Linked DNA regions of Mus musculus: regions 1 and 3 are each linked to region 2. Evidence: chromatin contacts called from public Hi-C and promoter capture Hi-C data. All regions are on one chromosome and are shown on one strand. Each heading gives the region's core, a stretch centred on a gene start, on an enhancer-like site or on the middle of the called end of the contact. The rest is flanking DNA. Distances are from core to core; before and after follow the strand shown.

Evidence for each region. Promoter capture Hi-C pulls out the DNA fragments that hold promoters and counts their contacts. Hi-C and Micro-C count contacts between places; a contact is called where the count stands out from the background.
Region 1: a contact with region 2 is called in a Hi-C map of CD4 T cells, with 3 times the contacts expected there. The contact joins the enhancer-like site here to the promoter of Tram1 in region 2. A contact is called at or near these places in 1 of 15 datasets of contacts at CTCF or cohesin (the G1E-ER4 cell line), 3 of 484 Hi-C or Micro-C datasets (CD4 T cells, embryonic stem cells and liver), 3 of 115 datasets of contacts at active chromatin or transcription factors (effector CD8 T cells and embryonic stem cells) and 2 of 9 other capture datasets (adipose tissue and liver).
Region 3: a contact with region 2 is called in a promoter capture Hi-C map of liver, with 2.2 times the contacts expected there. The contact joins the enhancer-like site here to the promoter of Tram1 in region 2. A contact is called at or near these places in 1 of 39 promoter capture datasets (liver), 1 of 15 datasets of contacts at CTCF or cohesin (large pre-B cells), 3 of 484 Hi-C or Micro-C datasets (liver and nephron progenitors) and 1 of 115 datasets of contacts at active chromatin or transcription factors (DN3 thymocytes).

The regions. Positions count from the first base shown.
Region 1 is chr1:13,520,422-13,523,285 of GRCm38.p6, forward strand. No RefSeq gene overlaps it. Among named protein-coding and RNA genes, the nearest start is that of Tram1, 68 kb to the right of the region's middle. Within about 2 kb of position 1,455, at least 11 of the 459 cell types and tissues checked have an H3K27ac peak or open chromatin away from gene starts, as enhancers often do.
Region 2 is chr1:13,588,478-13,591,311 of GRCm38.p6, forward strand. It overlaps Tram1 (translocating chain-associating membrane protein 1), which reads right to left and starts at 1,433. Exons shown (of 11, transcript NM_028173.5): 1 at 1,123-1,433. The coding sequence starts at 1,245.
Region 3 is chr1:13,698,077-13,700,952 of GRCm38.p6, forward strand. Xkr9 (X-linked Kx blood group related 9) reads left to right here. Exons shown (of 4, transcript NM_001011873.2): 4 at 2,679-2,876. Among named protein-coding and RNA genes, the nearest start is that of Xkr9, 31 kb to the left of the region's middle. Within about 2 kb of position 1,400, at least 4 of the 459 cell types and tissues checked have an H3K27ac peak or open chromatin away from gene starts, as enhancers often do. A contact at or near this core is called in liver, where this site is marked.

The DNA of each region.
Region 1 (2,864 bases), core at 205-2,704, 68 kb before region 2:
TGGTTGCCTCTAGGGGAAAAAGAGTCTCCATATACTCAAGTGACACTATATAGCCTTGCCCCTCAGTTACCACTGACTAATGAATAGAGATGCCACAGCCAATAGCTGGGCAGAAGAGAGATAGGCAGTGTTCTTGAGTTCCCAGGCTTGGGAGTCTGAGGAGAAGAAGCAGGAGAGAGGAGGAAGCCACCATTGGGTAAGTGAGTTAAAAATGTGTGGCCTGAGGGCTGAACAATTGGGGTTAAGAGCAGTGCAAATGGAACATTGCAAGTTATATTTCAGGGATATTGATGGGGAAATAGATTCTAATAGCATAGAGGGTAGATATCTGCCCAGCTCTAGTGTTGACTAAGTTTTACCATAAAAATAAAAGTTATTTGTCTTTTATCTGGGAACTGAATGATAAAAGCAGGGCAGAAACCCTAAATTGAGATTAAATAATTATGAAAACAACTGGGTCTTTACAGAAATGTCAAGTAGGTTGCTAAATAGCAGAAAGAATACAAAAGTGGGTATTATCAATTAATTCTTCCTGAATTCATTCGTTGAAGTCTCAACCCGAATTGTGACAAGGCTTGAGGATAAATAGGGCTTTTGTGGAGGTAACTAAAGCTAAATGAGGTCATAAGGATGGAGCCTATGTCAGTGAGATTACTGCCTTTGTAAAAAGAGGAAGAAGCAGCTAAGAGTCTCTCTTCTTGTGAGAGATAGAAAAGAAGAGTTTGAGCAGGGTGTGGTGGCACATGCAGAGGCAGAGGCAGATGGATTGCTGAGTTATAGGCCAGCCTGGTCTACAGAATGAATTCCAGGACAGCCAGGGTTACAAAGAGAAACCCTGCATGCAAAAATAGATAAGTAAATAAAGAAATAAAAATAAAAGGAAGGAGAAGATGTCTTGGGTGCCCAGCCAGCACATTGGTCTTTTTTTTTTTTTGGTTTTTCGAGACAGGGTTTCTTTCTCTGTGTAGCCCTGGCTGTTCTGGAACTCACTTTGTAGACCAGGCTGGCCTCGAACTCAGAAATCCACCTGCCTCTGCCTCCCAAGTGCTGGGATTAAAGGCGTGCACCACCACTGCCCAGCCAGCAGATTGGTCTTAAACAGTTTTCAGAATGGTAAAATTTAAATGCAAACAAATGTCAATGTGGTTATTGGTTAAGTCGCTGGCCTTTGGCATTCTTATGGCCATCTAAGCAAATTAACATAGCAGGTATGAAACTGTGAAAGCGTAGAGACAAGGCGGAGAAGGGGGTAAAGGATGGCTCTGCGTGGGGTTCATTTGCTGCTGTGTGGTCGTTGGACTCATCAAAACTTTTGTACTGATCATCAGCTTTTTCTAAAGATTCTGGGTTTTGGTTTTGGTTTGGTTTTGGTTTTGGTTTTACAAGTCACTTTAAACAACTGAGGAAACAAGTCACCTAAAACAATAGAGGAAAGAGAAAGTAGAAACTTCTCTTGGAAGCCACTGTCCCCATCCTGTGAAGGAACTGTGGCATGGACCACACCTAGGACAGTACCTCACCCCCCATCCAAAGTCCAATTTGTCTTTGAAAAGGAGAGTGGAAAAAAGGTGAGGTCAAAGGACACTTGTGTTCCAGGTAGAGGCTGATTTGCAGAGTCCCACGAGCTCATGAACCTCCTAGTTTGCTACTTCTTTATGGAGAACAGGATCTAGGAGAGACTTAGAGAAATAGGAGGACAATAGGAATTACTGATCGTGCTTGAAGCCCAAAGGAGGGCAAACTATCACTCCAGTCAGGCTAACCCACACCCACTGCCGTTTTAAAAAATTATTTATTGATTCATGTCTGTGTGAATATTTTGCTCATATGCATGTATGTACACTATGTGTGCTTATTGGATTCCCCTGGTACTGCAGTTATGTATGAACCATTATGTGGGTACTGGGAATGGAACTCAGGTCTTCTGCAAGAGCAACAATACTCTTAAGTATTGAGACATCTCTCCAGCATCCCCACTGCCTTTTAAATTAGGCCTATTACAAGGCCCAGAATACTCTAAGCCCAATGGACTAAGGGTTTTTTTTTATTTGTAACTACTGAAAAGTTTAAGTGACAAGCTAAAAGGAGACCTGCTCTCATAAAGTTATAGCTGACAAAATTCCATTTGTAGTTTGTATGTGTTTATATATGTGTATATTTTTGCATATGCATGTATGCAGGTATGTGTATATATGTATATGTATGTATGTATGTATGTATGTAGGTAGGTGTGTGTTTGTATATTTATGTATATGTATAGGTGTGTGTTTATATATGTGTATAGGTGTATGTTTATGTATGTGTATATATATATATATATGCATGTATGTGTCTAGGGGTGTGTGTGTGTGTGTGTGTGTGTTTGTGTGTGTGTGTGTGTGTGTGTGTGTGTGTGTGTGTGTGTGTGTGTGTTAAAAGATACAGAACAGCGGTTGTGACTTCTTCCTGTAGCTGACTTGCTGGTTTGGTTTTCAGGCATTAGTTTTTGACTGACAACCAACTCTGTACATCCTATAGATGTATTCTTGCATAACTTACTCTTTCTTTCTTTTTTTAATTGTTCACTTCTTCCTGTATAGTTTCTGTCTGTCCTGGTTATAGTTTCTATTGCTGTTATAAGCAACTTACAGCTCATGGGCCAACCTCCATTATGAGGGAAGTCAGGGCAGGAACTCAAGACAGAATCCTAAGGCCAAAACTGAAGGAGAGGCCACCAGGGTGCTGCTTGCAGGCTACCTCCACATGGCTTGCCCAGTCTGCTTTCTTATACCGTCCTGGACCACATGTGAAGAGGTTGCACAAGCCACAATGGGCTGATTCTTCTCATATCTGTTATTAATGAAGAAAATGCACCACAGGTAAAT
Region 2 (2,834 bases), core at 183-2,682:
TGAACAGCGTATCTGAGTTGGGTTATCTAGTAAGCGTTCTGACTAGTTCTATTTGCCCTTCACCCTGCAACCCTCCTTAGTTAAGTGGCTACAACCATCTGTGACACTATCAAGAACAAGAAGTACTTACATGTAGATTCAGAAAAGACTTTTGGAAGAGAAAAAACATCATATAACATAGAAAATTATCTAATGACACCAAATTGGCTCCATGGAAAACAAAAAACAAAATCGTAATCACTTTTCATCACTGGCTGTCTCATTTCATTAGTTCCTTGCTTTCAACTCAAACCTTTAAAGCTCGATTCTTCACAGCGGAAAAAGACTAGTAAAAATGGATGACAAAATATTTATCCTCACTAGGTTACATGCCAGGGAGAGAGGAGACAAAATGGTAATCATCAATATATCAATATATTTAATGAGACTCAGTGGCTTACAGATAAAAAAAAAAAAAATGGAAGGGGGAGGGGAGTGGGCGGAAGTACTGAGGAAGGTGGAAAAAAAAAAAAAACCCGTAGGATGTTACAGGTTCACCTTGCAAACTTTATTACCCACATTCAACAGCTGTTAAATAAGTCATCAAAATACTCAGATCTGTGGGAAGAGAATTTACACACTCCTGACAGTCTCATCGCCTCTGCTTCAAGAAAGGAAATCGCTCAACTCCTCAACACAGCTGTTGCGAGCCTCGCATCGGGATCAGACCCGATGCTCCGGGAACCCAGAGTCCAGAGCCCAGGCGGAAAGTTGGACGAGCGGCCGTCGGCGGGCAGGGGGCCACCGGGTTCGAACACCCGGTCCTCGCCCTCCGCGCAGGCAGCGGCCGAGGCCGTGGGTCGGGGTCGAGCAGGGGTCCCTGTTAGTCATCCGGCCCCGCTGCCCCGGCCCCGGGTCCGCCCATCGCGCAGGGCCAGCACGGCCGCGCCCGCCACCCCCGCCGGCCCCTCGCCGGCTGCCACGTAACCCTTCGCGGGAAGCAGGAACTGCGCGGCGCGGGAGGGGGCGGCGGGCCGGACCGGGCCAGGGCTGCAGGGCCGCGGGGGGCTGCGCAGCTCCGGCCGGGTACGCTAGGGTCGGCGGGCCTGGCCAGGGGTCCGGGGTCCGGGAAGGAGGGCTCACCTCGAACATAAGCCCCAGCAGGAAAAGCATCGCCAGGCAGGAGACGATGTCCGCGTGATTCTGCAGCAAGAATTCGTGGCTCAGCAGCGGCGGGTTCTTGTTGCTCTTCTTGCGAATCGCCATGGTGGAGCCGCCGCCTGTGCCTGCAGGTGCTTCCTCCGCCCCGCTCCGAGCTCTCGGCTGCTCACCGCCGCGCCGCCGCCTCCCGCTGGCTGCTCCGCACAGCCCCGCCGCAGCCGCTCGCTGGGGCTTCACTTCCCATCCCACAGCCAGTACGCAGCCGCCGGGGCGGCCCGAGAAAAAAAAAAAAAAAAAAAAAAAAAAAAAAAAAAAAAAAAAGGCCAGCCTGCAGCGGTGGCGAGCATGCGCACCAGGAAGAAACCGCGCGCTCGCGCCGTGGCCGCACCTGGTGGCCCACAGCGCCCCCTGTGGGCTGGAGGTCGCGGAACGCGAGTGGCGCGCGGAGGTTTCGCGCTGGGAGTTGGGAGTCGTTTGGGGCGCGAGCTTCCTGGGAATGGTTCATACCTTCGCGTGCTGCTGCAGCATGCACGGCTGCTGGGTGCCTTCGCGCCCTCCCGACCCACCCTGGCCTTGGTGCTACCACGTTCCACACTTGTTGGCCACTTGTGTAAGCGATAGCCACCGTCTAGAAAATTTGGAAAAACGAAGTAGCCTGCTTGTTCAAGGGCTTTTCGCGAGTTTGAGCCTTCCAACGTTGCTGTGGATGAGCTAGTGGTTGACTCCTGTAGTCCCATTGTTTGGGACGCTGAGGCAGGAGAAGTGCTCTGAGTTTAATACCATCCAGGGCTACATAGAAGCATCTTGTTTCTAAGTCAAAAATCAAAAACCAAAACCAAACCAAACCAAAAATCCCCTAAGTGTTAAACGCTTGCTTACCTCAGAGTTAAGCTCTTTTCTGTCCTGTCCAACTCCCCGGTCCCCACTGGAAGTTTAGATTTACTTGTTACATGGTATTAACACTACTTAGGAATCCCAAGAAATCGTGAAAAGGGATCCCTTGCCAAATCCTCCACTCTCCTACTTCTGTTTAACCCGGGGTATTTATTTTTTTCTGAAAAAGTGCACTACTTGCCCAGTCCAGAAGCTAAAATCCTAGGTTGCATCTTTTTATTAGCCTTTTGACATCTAATATAGCACCAAATCCAGGCAATTCAGTCTCTTTCCCTATTCCCACCGCTATAGTATAGCCAGGAGGGGGCCTGGCCTGGAATATTACATTTCCAGTGTAATCATGGTAGTTTAAAAAGGTGGTTACTGCCGGCAGTGGTCACACGGGCCTTTAATCCCAGTACTTGGGAGGCATAGGCAGGCGGATTTCTGAGTTCGAGGCCCGCCTGGTTTATAGAGTGAGTTCCAGGATAACCAGGACTACACAAAGAAACCCTGTTTTGAAAAATCAAAAAAAAAAAAGTGGTTATTGCGTCAATTTATTATTATGCTCAACTTATTGCCTGTGTTTCTACAGACAAGTTACTTCTATGAGGCTCAATTCCCTTACTTATGTATCCATTGGCTCAACAAGTAAGGATAGAGAGTTGACCTAGTAGAAACTTCACTGGGGATTCAGAACATAAGGGAAATGTCAAATTAACTGATCATTATGGGCTTACATTCTCATGCTGGAGAGAGAATCTTTTTAAAATATTTTAAAAGTGCAATGTGTTAAGTGGAGCTGAAGCACCAGGAGGAGA
Region 3 (2,876 bases), core at 150-2,649, 110 kb after region 2:
TCGAAATCATCTTAAGTGGGGTGAAGAGGACTATCTCTAAGAAATTAAATCTTGAGGGTTGTCTGAAAAAGGGGGAGTTGTGAGTTCTCTAGTTACAAAGTCATTAGTGGCAAAGGGCCAATAGTGATGAGGTTGGTTTCTTTGATCACTGATTGGCCCAGCTGCATGAAAGAGCAGGATGACAGACTCAGGCTCCAAAGTCCAATTTTATCTATATTTCAATCTTTGGGCAGAGGGTGTGGAGGGTGGGCAGAGCCTGGAAGAATTTAGTCTGAAGTCCTCCTGGGTTGTCTGTCATCTTAACATAGTATACCATCTTGTTTATTCTAGCTCTGGGTAGTGGCTGCACTGAGTACCCTAAGGCACATGGAAAAGGAGTGCTTGTTGCTTCTCAGTTTGCTAAGCATGGCAGGATGGTGTCAGTGGAGACCCTCTCCTCACAACTCAGAGGCTACATCTGTTCAGATATGGAGAAGGGCAGCCATTCACTGAGCAAAATGAGTCTGTTCTAAGCTCCAGCAGGGAACATCTGCCCACCCAGGACCTCTCCTGCCCTGCTGTCTGGGAACTCATCTCTCCACTCAGCATGGGAAGTAGATGGGAAGTAGGCTATGAGCATCAGCTTTCTCACTTAAGGACTAAAGGATTCATAGGCAACCCTTCCACTGAAAACATGGCATTGTATACGATACTTAGAAAGACTTTCCTAAATGCAAAATATCTGAGGTAACATATGGAACTGAGGATGCTCTCAGAAAAATATCTGATGTAATATATGGAAGTGGGAATGCTCTCAGCCTGACTAGAACTAATAAGGCGTTTGTACCCTGAGGGCTTTTCTGAGTCTCACAAACAGGAGTCATCAGTTTTGATGACTTCTCAGAGTGTGGGAGACAGAAATCAAGTGTGAAGGAAGGCAAATGCTAATTACAGGAAGCAAAAATGCTCTAAAAGAAGAAGATATAGTTTCTGAGAGGTTAAAAAAAAATAGCCCCAAGCCAACACAAGCCCTACTGATGTCGTTATGATTAAGTGAACATTGAAGATTTTTGCTAAACACCATTTTGTTTCTCTTTGGGGAGTTGGAGGGAGAGGGCTGGAGGACGGCCATATTTATATGTGCCAAGCTTTCCTTTCTCTGAATGGGAAGTGAGTGAGCAGGTCCACTACAGATAAACTCAGACTGTGCTTTGTGTAGAACTATGACAGCGTGTGTCAAAGGGACAACTAGGGGAGCTCTAAGGGACATCTTCTGGGGGTTACAGCTCACTGTCAAGGGAGCTAAAGCGAGTGACTGCTGGGTTCTTCAAGGACTGTAGAACTTTTAAAACTATGCATATGCATTAATTTGGTGGAGATTAAAGCCAGGCATGGTGGTGTACACTTGTAATCCCAGCACTCAGGAGCTGGAAGCACACAGCTTAACTTGAGTTTAAAACTACCCTGGACTACATAGTGGACTCTGTTTCACAAAACAAAACAAAACAAAACAAAACAAAACAAAACACAGCAAAAACAAAGGAAAGCAAAGCAAAACAAAGCAAAAAACAAAACTAAACAAAACAAAGCCAAGCCCCCCCCCCCAAAAAAAAAACATCCCCCAATATAAAAACACATCACATGGGCAGGAAAGATAGGTTAGCAGTTAAGAGTATTTACTGCTCTTGCACAAGGTTCAGGTTCAGGTTCCAAAAGCCATGCGATGACTCATGATTATCCCTAACTCCAGCTCCAGGAGATCAGTGCCCTCTTCTGACCTCCATGGGCACCAGGCGCATGCAGGCCAGACAGCCATAGATATAACATTGAAAAAAACCAAAAACCCAACACACCAGATAATTTAGGAGAAAGCAGTATTGTAATTAAAGAATAGGAGAAAAGTTAAGTCCAGGTTCTTAGTGTTTTGTGCCAAAATCAAGAGAGGAGAAAGACGTTTGTAAGAAGATTTGTCAAGAAATGACATTGGAAATCTGGCTGTACATGTATAGACCTCAGATACTAAGTACCCGAAAGGACTCATATTCTATATTCTCTGTGACTATTTCTTTCTGTCTTTGCTTCTATTTGCTTCACTTTTTAAACCATCCTCTGCTTTGAGTGAGGTAGTAATGACTTGTATTTTCAGAACAGTAATGAACTTCTGCTGTGTGCTGGTAAAGGTGCCAAATCTATAGAACTTTGTAAATTTTGGAGTCTGTTTGTTCATATGATGTAGAGTCTGTAGGTTCTGAAAAATTATTTTGTTAATGATGTATACTTATGTTAAATTTTCTTTTTATCTGTCTCATAATCCATTAAGCTATCTCCCAGTGAATTAAGTATGGTATAGGGTTAAAGCCAAATAGTGTAGAAAACCAAGACTTACAATTGTAGTGTTTAGCCAAGGTATTATTTATTGAATCTATTCAAGATAATTCTAAAGTAGTATGATACAGTTGATTAGCCTACCAATAAATATTAGTTCCATCACTTTCTAGTTGCACAATAAGAGTCAAGGAATATATTTCTTCAATTTTCCTCAGCTCTACTAATGCAATGTGGGGATATCGAAGAATTAGACATATAAGCTATGGCATGTGTCTACACTGCTACAGCATGCAGGGCACATGCTAGTTTATTGTTACTAATATTACTGTTACCATTTCTAACCTAGTGTGTTTTTTGTTTTTCTTTTGTAGGCATGGTCATCATGGTTTCCTGCTGTGCTATTTCTTGGTCAACTGTTGACTATCAAATAGCTTTAAGAAAATCATTGCCCGATAAAAATCTTCTCCGAGGACTCTGGCCCAAACTCATGTATCTCTTTTACAAGTTGCTTACCTTGTTATCCTGGATGCTGAGTGTTGTACTTCTGCTGTTCGTAGATGTGAGGGTTG